3 separate regions of the Sus scrofa genome follow, and all the other regions are linked to region 3. Evidence: chromatin contacts called from public Hi-C data. All regions are on one chromosome and are shown on one strand. Each heading gives the region's core, a stretch centred on a gene start, on an enhancer-like site or on the middle of the called end of the contact. The rest is flanking DNA. Distances are from core to core; before and after follow the strand shown. Region 1 holds the start of LSM12 (protein LSM12 homolog). Region 2 overlaps HDAC5 (histone deacetylase 5). Region 3 holds the start of TMUB2 (transmembrane and ubiquitin-like domain-containing protein 2).

What was found. Hi-C and Micro-C count contacts between places; a contact is called where the count stands out from the background.
Region 1: a contact with region 3 is called in a Hi-C map of liver, with 7 times the contacts expected there. The contact joins the promoter of LSM12 here to the promoter of TMUB2 in region 3. A contact is called at or near these places in 2 of 5 promoter capture datasets (fetal liver and liver), 6 of 47 Hi-C or Micro-C datasets (embryonic fibroblasts, heart right ventricle, liver and 1 more) and 2 of 2 datasets of contacts at active chromatin or transcription factors (alveolar macrophages and skeletal muscle).
Region 2: a contact with region 3 is called in a Hi-C map of skeletal muscle, with 4 times the contacts expected there. The contact joins the enhancer-like site here to the promoter of TMUB2 in region 3. A contact is called at or near these places in 5 of 47 Hi-C or Micro-C datasets (embryonic fibroblasts, fetal liver, heart right ventricle and 2 more) and 2 of 2 datasets of contacts at active chromatin or transcription factors (alveolar macrophages and skeletal muscle).

What each region holds. Positions count from the first base shown.
Region 1 is chr12:19,126,855-19,131,072 of Sscrofa11.1, forward strand. It overlaps LSM12 (protein LSM12 homolog), which reads left to right and starts at 1,776. Exons shown (of 5, transcript XM_021066900.1): 1 at 1,776-1,987; 2 at 4,036-4,169. The coding sequence starts at 1,864.
Region 2 is chr12:19,100,301-19,104,342 of Sscrofa11.1, forward strand. It overlaps HDAC5 (histone deacetylase 5), which reads left to right. Exons shown (of 27, transcript XM_021066892.1): 4 at 3,624-3,883; 5 at 3,976-4,042. Among named protein-coding and RNA genes, the nearest start is that of G6PC3, 24 kb to the right of the region's middle. Within about 2 kb of position 2,436, at least 57 of the 83 cell types and tissues checked have an H3K27ac peak or open chromatin away from gene starts, as enhancers often do. A contact at or near this core is called in alveolar macrophages, embryonic fibroblasts, fetal liver and 2 more, where this site is marked.
Region 3 is chr12:19,021,949-19,025,791 of Sscrofa11.1, forward strand. It overlaps TMUB2 (transmembrane and ubiquitin-like domain-containing protein 2), which reads right to left and starts at 2,277. Exons shown (of 3, transcript XM_021066887.1): 1 at 2,135-2,277.

The DNA of each region.
Region 1 (4,218 bases), core at 526-3,025, 100 kb after region 3:
AAATCTCAGCTATTCCAGGCGAGGTCTTGCCTAAAGGCAGAGGTGAGGTGGGAGGAGACTGCTGAAGTGGTTCCTTCCTACCTCAAGCAACTTTGTTCTTGGAGAGTGTTTTGTTTTGTTTTTTAAGGGTGAAGATGAAAATGTAAATCCGGGTTTTTCTTGGAAAGATTAATTTCACTAATTAAAACGGTGTGGGGAAGGGAAGCTAGATAAAAAAAATCTCATTTCACTCCTTTGCTAAATGTTTTTCAATTGCCCCAAAGGAAAAAAAAATTCAATTTCCTAAGTCTTTGAAAGTTTGCTTGGGCTCTAGCCACACAAATTTTACCAGCCCAGTCTCACACTGTTTCCTGATATTTCTGAGCTGCCTGATATCACCAAGCTCTCTTCTCTCAGGGGTCCTGGCATCTGCAGTTCCCTCTGCCTGGAACATGGCCACGCTCTTTCGCCGCTTATCCTTCAGGTCTCAGATTTTTTACTTCTTCCAGGAATCTTTTTCTAACAGTGCCTGGCAACCATTTATGAAAATCAACAATGACAACATTGCATAAAAAGTGGAGTGGCAGTTATTTATGACTTATGGGGGAGACATGAAGATTCTCTGAAAAACGCAAGGATGAGGGATTTGAATGTTTATTTCTATTAAAATGATTATACTAATATTGACCCAACATTAGGAAGTTGATGGCTCTTGCAAGGCAAGGAAAAATTTTTGAACTTTGTTCAGGTTAAGAAGTGTCAGGTCTGGCCCTTTGTGTCCCTCCCTCTGCCTGTTGTTATTTAGACGTGAGGCTCCAGAATTTCTATAGTGGAGGGGTAGATGGGTTAGGGATGGTAATTTGCAATAGTAGGGCTTGAAAATGCATCTGCATGGTACTTACACGTTAGGAAAATTGTTTTTGATCTTAGATAGTCATTAATAGGGAGCCCCAAACTCCTGCTCCATGGCTACAGTTGTCCCTACCACTGCTCCTCACTCTTTGCTTGGTTTTCTGGAGGAGGGGACAAGACCGGAGATGGGGAAGAATTTTGAGTTCCAAGGGTGAGGGGTGATGGCAGAGATACTACCATTTACTAAGGACCTACTACATGCCATGCATTTGTACTCGTTATTTTTTTTATCTTCCACTCCTCCCAAAGTCTCTATGAGGTATTGTCTAATATAGCATAGCAGTAAATAGCACTCTCTTTGGAAACAGGTAGATGGAATCTTTGCTAGTTGTGCGACCTTGGAAAAAGTTTAGCCTAAGACTTAGTTTCTTCATCTATAAAATGAGAATATTGACTTCTACATCGAAGGGTTGTTGGGTGCTCAATAGCGACAATACATACGGAGTAAAGAAACAGGATCAGGTTTAATAATTTGCTCAAGGTCATATAACTCAGTGGAATACTGATTCCAGTTTAGCCAATTCGACAGCCAAAGTCCTTTCCACTACCACTTTATAACTAGGTATAATCGTTTTGAGCAAGTTTTGATGAGTTTTCTGGGACTTCGATTCCTCATATGTAAAATACAGAGTTCATTCATTAAACTCTTGCGTCTAGGCGTGAACGTAATGAAGATTGCAGTTCCCTCCTCCTTCCTTTTTTTATTCTACATAGGTCATTTATCTTTAACTTCTAAAATGGACCCTGCAAACACTTCACCAAGTGGGCGCAGCTGCACAAACATAATTATTTAGATTCCTCTTTATTTCCTCGTCTACCCTCTTCCACCTAGGATCCCGCCCCACCCAACCCAGGCCACGCCCTGGCGTGTGACGTCAGCACGCCTCGTGCGTCGCGGCGCGGCGCTCACTGGGGGCCCGGCTTTCGCCCGCTGCTGCCGCCGCTGCCGCCGGCCGCGGCTGCTCTCCCAAGATGGCGGCTCCTCCGGGCGAGTACTTCAGCGTTGGGAGCCAGGTGTCGTGCCGGACGTGCCAGGAGCAGCGGCTGCAGGGCGAGGTGGTAGCCTTCGACTACCAGTCCAAAATGCTGGCTTTAAGTATCCTTCCCTGCGCGGAGCCCAAGGCCGGGCCGGCGTGTATGTGCGGTGGTGGTGGGGGGGCGGGGGACGACAGCGGTGGCTGGGGCCTCTCCGGGCCTAGGGGCGACCGGCTACCGCGGCGCTCGGAGCGCATGCGCGCGGCCCTGAGCTCCCCTCCCCCTCTCGCGGGTCCCTCGGTCCGCGGTGGGGACCCTGTCCCCCACGCGTTGTGGGAGCTGGGCCCCGTACGAGGGTGGGTGGGTGGAGGGGGCTTGACACGCGGGTGGCTTTTCGGGACGAACGCTAGGAGAGAGGACACAGTGATTAGAAGAGGGGTGGTCGTGGGAGGGGGCTGGGGAATGGAGCCCGGATGGAGGCGGGGAGGGTAAAATCCTGTGGGGACGGGGTGTGCAGAGTAAGGAACTGCTAGTGGGACAAGGGTATGGAGTTTAGGTGGTTTGTCTGCTGATGGGATTTCGTCCAAGAAAGGGCGGTGGGGTAGTGACCAAATGGGTCTCTCCTTTTTGGGGGGAGAGTAAGTGCAGGATAGGAGTTTGTATCTGAACTGGGGATGGGGCTTGTTTTCCTGGTGCTTGTGTGTGTGCTTGTGGTGCCAGTGGGGGCGGGGAGTGCTGAATTTTGGGCTTCTCAGTCATATGGAAATTGCTATTTTGGGGATGTTTGTGTTGGAAACCTGGTGCAGAGAGAGGACCACGTTTTTCGGGGGCTTATGTATCGATGTATGGGTTACAGGTGAAAGAGTAAGTTATATTCTCTTGCTCAGCCCAGCGCATGGAATCCTGATTTTCCATAGTAGTAGCCTTCCCTTTGGAAAGTGGCAGTGTTAGAATGGAAAAAGTAGCCTCTTCGGGGTGGAAATGATTTCTGAATTACTCCAGGAAAGTCATTCTTGGAAACAAAATACTTCCTGGTTGTAATAAATGTGCCACCCCTTCCCCTCTTATTTGAGCCACAGGTGGGTTTATTTGGCTTTTTTTTTTCTTGGAGTAATTTTTTAATGGCACCTTTCAAAAGGAAGTTTCTTTCTGAGTCAGTTGCTTTTGAGTGGCAAGTGTTTTAATTTATTTAACCACTAGTCCTAGATTTCTAGCTTAGGAAGATGTCCTTTGAAACTAATTACAGCAAGAATAGTTTTGTTTTTGTTTTTGCTTTTTTTTAGGGCTGTACCCAACAGCATATGAAAGTTCTCAGCCTAGGGGTCTAATTGGAGCTACAGCAGCTGGCCTTCTTCACAGCCACAGCAACGTGGGATCCAAGTGGTGTCTGCGACCTACACCACAGTTCATGGCATTGCCAGACCCCTGACGCACTGAGCGAGACCAGTGATCAAACCCATATCCTCATGGATACTAGTTGGATTGTTTCTTCTGCACCACAATGGGAACTACTTTGTTGTGTTTTTTAAATACAAGAATACATACCTGGATTAAAGACCATTTACATTACTGGTTTAATTGGAGGGGTTTTGGAATGAGAAATTACTCAGCTTTTAATTGATATACAGTATGCTCTTAAATGGTCAGAGAATGAGTGAGTGAGTGAATGAATGGATGGGTTAACTAGCTGGGTCACCTTGAGTGAGCTTCCTTTCCAGTGCTGTAGTTTTTTCCTGCAAAATGGGAAATCTCAAATCTGAAAAAGTGAAAAGAGCACTGTTCAGATATAGGAAGGATACCAAGAACAGAAAGTACTTGCTCTCCTGTGTGGTTCATTAGGTTCAAGGCAAACAGTATACTTACAGCATTAAAACTACGTCAAGCCTCTGCATAAAACCAGCAGAGAGAAGGTGACAGAAACCCTGTTGAGGCTTCCAATTTTGGATTGTGTTTTCCTTTGAAAAGCTTGAGATCCCTTGGTCGTGGGGTTGATCGGGAGGAAGGTGACAGGCAGAGATTTCCTGAGGAGAGCTGATTCTCCTGAGGCCACCCTCTTGCTTGTGGCATACCTTTTACACAAGTCATGTGTGAATTGTGTTTTCCATGTCCCTTTGGAATGTGTTAGTGCTCTGCTTCCCCCAATTTTCCTTAACTTTATTTTCTCACCAGAATGTCCCTCTTCCAGTGGAAAGCCCAACCACGCAGACATCTTGCTCATAAACTTACAGTATGTTTCAGAAGTGGAAATAATTAATGACCGAACAGAAACCCCTCCTCCCCTAGCTTCACTCAATGTTAGTAAGGTAAGGACTTGAGGGCAGTTCTGGCTCTCCAAAATGATGGGAAATTTGA
Region 2 (4,042 bases), core at 1,186-3,685, 79 kb after region 3:
TGCTGTGGCTGTGGCGTAGGCTGGCAGCTATAGCTCCGGTTGGACCCCTAGCCTGGGAACCTCCGTATACCGCTGGTGGGGCCCCAAAAAAGCAAAAAAAAAAAAAAAATAATAATAATAATAAAAATAAGTGAGGAAATGGAATTTCAGAGAAGGCAAGTAAGTTGCCCAAGGTCACACAGCTTACTGATTGGCAGAGTCAAGAACCAAAACCAAGTCTGCCTGGGGAACTGGAATCTCTTCTCACTGAAAGCCTTCCAGACAAGAAAGACTCCTGTCCGCATTGTACCCCTCTAAGCTAGAGCCTGGATGTGCGGGGACATGCTGATGGCTGTCTCCCAGCTGCCTGGGCTGGGGCTTCTCTGCGGAGGCAGTGATGGTTAGTCCTCCCGGGGGCCAGAGGACAGGAGGGCTGTTGCTGCTTGTCCCTAAGGCCCGCTCTCCCAGGAGGCAGGGTCAGAGTCCCCGGAAGAAGTGGAGCATGGAGCTGGCAGACCTGGGCCCTTCTGTCTCCCTCTGCAGGAGGTCCCTGCTTCAGGTGCTGCCTTCCTCTCTGACATCCTGCAGCCACGGGGTAGGGGGACCACCCAGAGCTGTGCCTCCCATGTGACCCTACCCTAGCCTGTCCTTGCCAGACTCTCCAGCCTGTCCTCTTAGGCACCAGCGCCCTCCGCCTCCTTTCGTCCCTTTCCGGAGGTCCTCCCCTCTTCCTCAGGCCACCAGGCGGCGGTCAAGAGTCTCCTCCTATCAGGACACACCCATCTCCCCTTCCAGGTGCCTGGATCTCATGGCAGCCACTGCCATCTGCCCTGCTCATGCCAGTCTGGCAGAGGGCACAGATCCTCAACGGGCGGCACGGTTAGCCGGACTCTAGGTTTTGTGCCCAGAAAACCTCATTTGGGGGGCTCTGTGCCTCTCTCCCCCCTTGCCGTGACTCTAGCTGCCCAGCCACGGCTCCTTCCATCTGGGATGGAGCCAGGTTACTACCTGGCTCACCCACGGGGTGCTGCATCCTTTCCAGGCCCCATGGGGCCCGCAGATTAATATTCTCGAGTCGCCTGTGCTTCCTGCTTGTGTGGGAACAAGGCTGTGTGGCGGAGCCCGCTGGCCGCCCCACCACCTGCATACCAATGGGGCTGCAGCTCCCACTGCAGCGCAGGACCTAGCATCTTGGCTGCGGCGGTGGCGGCTGTGCAGGAGCCCTGCTAGGAGAGTCCCCTTGCCGGAGCCCGTGCCCTCTCTGCAGGGCTCCTGCAAGGGAAGCCAGCATGGCTGGCGGGAGTTCCAGCCCAAGCAGGGTTATCTGCTGGGAGCCAGGAGTGCTTGGACCCCTGCCCTTCCCTGGGCGGGCGGGCTGGCATCCGGCTCCCGCAGCCCCAGCACTGCCGGGAGCAGCAGGTTGAAGCCTGTCCACCTCTTGGCTGAGCGATCTGAGTGCCACGGGCCAAGCCAGCCTTGCCGAGGAACGGATAACTCTCTAGCAGCATGGGGCCTTGCTGAGCATTTCCAGGGCCGGGGATACCTGAGGCTGGCTGCTGGCTCCTTGCTGCCACCCTGCTTTTGCACCCTGCAAAGGGCCGGCCACTTCTAGGAGGGCCCCCTGCAGTTTCCAAGGGCCTTTCCTCCTGGTTCTGGGTTGGGAGGGAAAGCGAGTGAGCCTGTGTGTGTGTGTGTGTGTGTGTGTGTAACCCCACCCTCCTGGCCACATCTGGCCACTCCTGCAGATGTGGCTCTGGCATTGTGGCCGCAGAGTCGTCAGTGTGGCTGGCGGGCAGACCACAGAGGAATGTGCTTGGCGGTGCTGGGGGGAGAAGGGCTGGGGGTGGGGTGCCATGTTACACTCAGGCCACCTCCCACTCCCGGCTCCGGGGGTCCCGGGGCCCAAGTTCAGCCATGAAGGTAGCACGGCCTTGGCCTTCGGCAGGCTTTGCCCTTGCTTTGGTGACGCTCATTCTGCAGGCTCCCTGAGGAGATCCGAGCTCATAGACTGCAATGGGTGTGGGAGCCTTTCCGAGCTCAGCCCTTAGCACCTCCTCCCAGCTCCCTCTCCACTCCTGATAAGGGGTGGCGGTGGGGGCCTGGGCACAGGCCTGCTCATGAGGCCGAGGCCGCAGAGACGATGGCAGCCCTCAGGATAGCAGGGTCTTTTCTTCTCCAGGCCTGGGCTGGAGAGGGCCTCCCTGCCCTCGGAAAGTCTTCCCCGCTACCCGTGGCCTCCCTGGGCCAGAGTGGGGAACGTGAGCCATGTCTTTGGGAAAAGAAATGGAAGAGAAACAAGCCGGCTGGGCCCTGCCTCTCTCACTTCCTCCTTCCTGGGCCGTGGGTAGCCTGCCTTCCCTTTCCTGCTGGTGTCGGGAGGCTTCGTGGAGTGTGGGCTGGGCTTGGGGCTCCCCGCTGGCGTGGTGTTTGCCCGGTTGCCCTGGCAACCACAGGGCAGGGGTGGGGAGTGACATTCAGTGACCGGAGGACAGTGTACAGGGATCAAGAGGTCGAGACCTGTCCTTCCCATTGGCCCACTGGAACCCTTGCCCCTCCCGGGGACCCCTCGGCCCATTGTCTGCCTGGAGACCCGGACCCTGCGCGTCCGGGTCTTGGTCTTGGGCCCCGGCCGGTCCCTCCCCCACTTTCCCCTTCCCAGCGGGTTCTCCCTGGGATCTGGCCGCAGTGCCAGCCCCCGCCCCCTGCCACTGCCCTTCTTCCTGTCTGATTCCCTTTCCTTTCCTGCCTTCTCCTCCTCCCACCTCCTCCCCGCGCCGCCCGCCCATTCTCTCTCTCCTTCCCCCTCCCCCCAGGCACAGCTGCTGTTTGGCTCGCTCTATATATAGCGGCATTTTCAGGGTAATTACAATAAAACTGTTGAAAGGAGATAATCCAGCAAAGGAAGCAAGTCTGACTCCCAGCCCCCTCCTGCCCCTGGTCGGGTGCAGCCCCGCACCCCCCTGGTCCTGCGGCCTCCTGCTCCCGCCCCGCCCCCTCTTCCCAGAGCCTCACCCTCCCGCCCCATCTGCCCCAGCTGGGTGTGGGGCAGAGAAAAGGGCAGCAGATGGGCATGGCCAGAGGGTCCCCACAGACCTATCCTGGGCTTACCGAGAGCCCTGGTTGCCAGCTCCATCATTTCTAGAACCCACCATTGTGCCTCAGTTTCTCCTCTTGTGTAGACTTCTTGGCCGGAAGGGTGTGGGGTTGAGAGGTGGGGGAGGAAGCACCTTTTGCTTTAGAAGCAAAGGATTTGGATTGACATCTTCATTCCTTGATCACCTGTCTGCTGGTCTTTGGTCATGTTACTTAAACCCCTCTGCTAGGTTTCCTTATCAATAAAGTCAGTCTCGTAAAATGCCCGGTGGCCTTAATGGTCAGTGACAATATTGTGTCTGGAGCCCTCGCAACCTTCCAGGTACCCTGCTTTGCTTTTGCCCATTTTCTTATCGAAGTACATGCCTTCCAGCTCATTTAATGAAGGCAGAAGGTGTCATCCAGGGAGCAGAGGGATTTGGCTACCCCCCCCAATCCTCTTTGGGTCTAATAGTCCTGCCTGGTAGCTTTCTGAGCCCCAGGCAAGGCTGCCAGGCCTGGTGGGGTCTGGGATTGGCCTGCTGACCCCCTTCCTGTCTCTTCTCCTGCAGTGGAGGTGAAGCCGGTGCTGCCAGGAGCCATGCCCAGCTCCATGGGGGGCGGGGGAGGAGGCAGCCCCAGCCCCGTGGAGCTTCGGGGTGCTCTGGCAGGCCCCGTGGACCCCGCGCTGCGGGAGCAGCAACTCCAGCAGGAGCTCCTGGCGCTCAAGCAGCAGCAGCAGCTGCAGAAGCAGCTCCTGTTCGCTGAGTTCCAGAAACAGCACGACCACCTGACCCGGCAGCATGAGGTCCAGCTGCAGAAGCACCTCAAGGTGAGCGAGGGGGGTGCGGGGGGGCCACCCAGACGTCCGACCCCCGCCCGGACCTGGCTCACCCTGCCTCCCTCCCCCCTGCACCCCTGCAGCAGCAGCAGGAGATGCTGGCAGCCAAGAGGCAGCAGGAGCTGGAGCAGCAGCGGCAGCGGGAGCAGC
Region 3 (3,843 bases), core at 1,027-3,526:
AACCAGGTTTCCTGTTTGTTTAGGTTCTGCCTGACCCAGCCCTGACAGAAAATGGAGTTCACTGTCCTGCAGAGAGGGGCACAAACCTTCCTAACTCCGGACCCCAACCCAAGGCTACAGACTTAGCCTTTGCCTCCACTGTGAAAGGCTGACTTTCAGACTCCACACCCTTCCTGTCTCACATTCCAACCCCCCAATGAGCATGGGTCATCAAGGAAAGCTTACAGTTTCATTGTTGCTGCTACTGCTACTGTTTGTTGCTTTTTGACAGGTAGGGAAGACACTGGCTTCTTTGAGACCTAAGTTTCTCTAGGATTTCTACCACTCGGTAAAACAACGACGACACCTCCCTGGCAAAAGGCCTCCAAGGCAGCTTCAGAGAGACTAAAGAAGCCTGGAATATTTTACTTGGGGGTCCTTTTGGGAGGCACAGCACGGCCACTCTGGCCAGGTTATCTCATTTGAACCCAATCTCATTCATGGTCATGGATTTAGGTCCAGCTGTTAAGAGCCGAAGAAAATTAATCTATCATCAAAAGCAAAGCCAGGAGTTCCCACTCTGGCACAAGAGGATCGGCAGTGTCTCTGCGGTGCCAGGATGTAGGTTCGATCCCTGGGCCGACTGGGCCGGAACAGTGGTTAAGGATCCGGTGTTGCCATAGCTGCGGCGTAGGTGGCAACTGTGGCTGGGATCTGAGCCCTGGCTCGGGAACTCCTCCATATGCCTTGGGGCAACCAAAAAAGAAAAAAAAGCAAAGTGAGACCACCTCAAAGGGACAACTCTGTAGGGGCCATCACTAGACCCTATGCAGCAGACACTGTGTCTGCCTCCTCTTGAAATTCTCCTGGCAGTGAAGCAGGACACACACACAGAAACACCACCCTCCTGGGTTACCACAGGCTCACAACTACAAAACCGCTACCTGCGTGGAACTAATTTGGACAAGATTCCAAATGGCTCTCACAATCCATTTTGCAATCTTTCTTCTTGTAAGGTGGCCTCCTCCCTTGGCAGTGTCTTAGAAAGGCAGTAAGGATCTCTATTGCTCCTTGGAGTCCCTACTCTTTCCCTTTGAGATCTGCTGCTTTCATAGCTGTCCCTGGGCAAATCCCATCTAATGACTGTCGTTACCAGCCTGTTCTCACAGCATCTATAAAACTTCATTATACTTATCTACCTGTCCATCTCTCTACCAGACTCCTGGAAGACAAGGATCACATGTATTTTTCTGTGTCTCATAGAGCCCAACATAATCCCATAGCAGTTGCTCAAAGAATATCTGTGGAATATATCAACATCTGAATAATTTCCAATAGTACATGGGCCTTGGAGTCAGAAAACAAATAAACAAACCCAAACTACAAACCCCGTCTTGCCTCTTACTAGCTCTGTAACCTTAAATTCCTCGGGGCCTCAGCGTTCTCATCGGTAAAATGGGATTAAAAATAGTACCTACCTCATAAGGTCGTTTTGAAGATGAGGAGAGATCATCGAAGCAAAATACTTAGCACAGTGCCCAGCACATTGCAATTGTTCAGTAACAAATAGTAGCAATCATTTATCACTCTCACAACTAACCCCTGATGGTAAGGTTAATATCATTAACCCTGACTTACAGAAAAGAAAACTGCGGCGAATAGAGGCAAACACGACTGGCACAGGCACAGGGAACTTTTGTGGGAGGGGCCGGGCAAGACCCCAGGTCTCCCTCGGCGGAGGCCTTTGCTCTCTCCTCAATCTGTGAGCGACCCTTGATGGCGCGGTGAGGAAGGGTCCCCGATCCTGCCTATCTGAAGCGAAGGCTCCGCGTTTGGGCGGTCCTATTCCCGCGACGCTGGGGAGGGGTCCGTAGGTCCAGCCGAGCCGAAAGGCTGTCTATTCCCCGCCACAGTTCCCAGACCCAGTTCTTCCGGCCCAAGAGGGGTAAGGGAGGGTGAGGGGGTCACAAACCATCCACACCCCTCAAACTTCGGGGCGGGGCCGGGGAACTGGGGGCGGGGCTTGAGTACGCGGGGGAACATGGGAAATTAAAGGGGGACTGGACCGGTACCGCACCTGGATAAGGAAGGAGGTCCTCACCTGAAACGGCCAAACTAAGTGTTTTGACTTCGTCAAGACGGCCCATGGACTCACCTTTCTTTAGGGAATCGGGGAGGGGGCTGACTAGCCCCAATTCTGTTCAGGGTCCAGTCTCTTCCGGCTTCTCCCGGAAGCTGTTAGAACCAGAGACAGGAAGTTCCGCCTCTGCGCCTTGCACTGATGACGAAAAGCTACGTAAAGCGGGCTGACGTAAACGTATTCTTTAAATAAAAGGGACAGGTTTCTCGGCGGAAGGAGGGGCGGAGTCGTTGTTGGCGGGATCCTGGCCCTCCCGGGGCCGAGCCACGCCTGGTGGGCGGGGCCTAAAGAGCTAGGGGTGAGGAGTGGGCCCTGGAGGGAATTAGGGGAGGTGCTTGGGTAAGGGGCGTGGCTCCGCGTCTGGACGTCAAAGCTGGATGGCACCTCTGGGCAATCTAGAGCTACCCTTTCCTCTTTCGCAGCTTTCTCTATCCGGTCTTGCTCCCAACTTCCCAGACTGATTGGACTTATTACTGTCCAACAACGCGCACTGAGCTCTGGGTTAGCGGAATCAGCAGGCACTGGTCTTTCTGAGCGCCACGAGTTCAAATCAGGGCTCAGTCGGGAGCCAGGCGAGGAGACGATTTAGTAACCAACCATTCGGTGTTTCGAGATTGCGGCTCCAGATAGTGTGGCACCTTGGTAAATAAGGTGAGAAAGCATTTCAAAGAAGGCACTGATTTTTTTTCTAGGCTTGGGGTACAGGAATGGCAAGAGCCCCCAAAAAGACAGGTTTAATTTACAAGAATTTATCTGGATTTTTGCAATTAAATTTTGTTCTAAAGAGGTTCTGTGGTTTTTGCTGTTTTCCGGAGCTGCCTATGTGACCTACACCACAATTCACAGGAACAACAGATCCTTAACCCACTGAGTGATGCCAGGGATCGAACCTGCAACCTCTGGGTTGCTAGTCGGATTTGTTTCCAATGCTCCAGGATGGGAACTCCATAAGTGTTATCTTTTGTTGTTGTTTTGTTTTGTTTTTAGGGCCACCTTCGTGGCATACGGAGGTTCCCAGGCACTAGGGGTGGAATTGGAGCTGTAGCTGTGGCCTATACCACAGACCCAGGATCCCAGGATCTGAGCCTCATCTGCGACCTACACCACAGCTCCTGGCAACACAGGGTCCTTAACCCACTGCGAAAGACCAGGGATCGAACTGGCTTCCTCATGGATACTAGTCGTGTTCATTAACCACTGAGCCACGAAGGGAACTACTCTGGTGAACTATGGATTGAAGAAGTATAAATAATGCAGATGGTCAAGCTAAAAAGCGAAAAGCTCAATAGTTTTCACCACAGAACAGACCAGGGGAACCAGGTCTTAAGAAATAAAAAGATACCCCAAAACCTCCCTTCAGTCCTCTTCCAGCCACTATCTTCCAAAGAGAAGTCACTATTGGAGCGGAAACAAACCAACTAGGAACCATGAGGTTGTGGGTTTGATCCCCTGCTTTCAATTCTTTTGTCTGACTTCTTTTGATTAACATTGTGTTTGTGAAATAAATGGTGCAGTTTTAATTTCTGCATAAATGTGCCTTTTGGGTTTAAAGTGTAGTTTTCTTTCTTTCTTTTTCTTTCTTTCTTTTTTTTTTTTTTTTTTTTTTTGACTGCCCCCTGGTAGATGGAGTTCCCAGGCCAGAGATGAGATCCAAGCCAAAATCTCCACCTTCACCACAGCTGTGGCAGTGCCAGACCCTTAACCCACTGTGCCAGGCTGGGGAT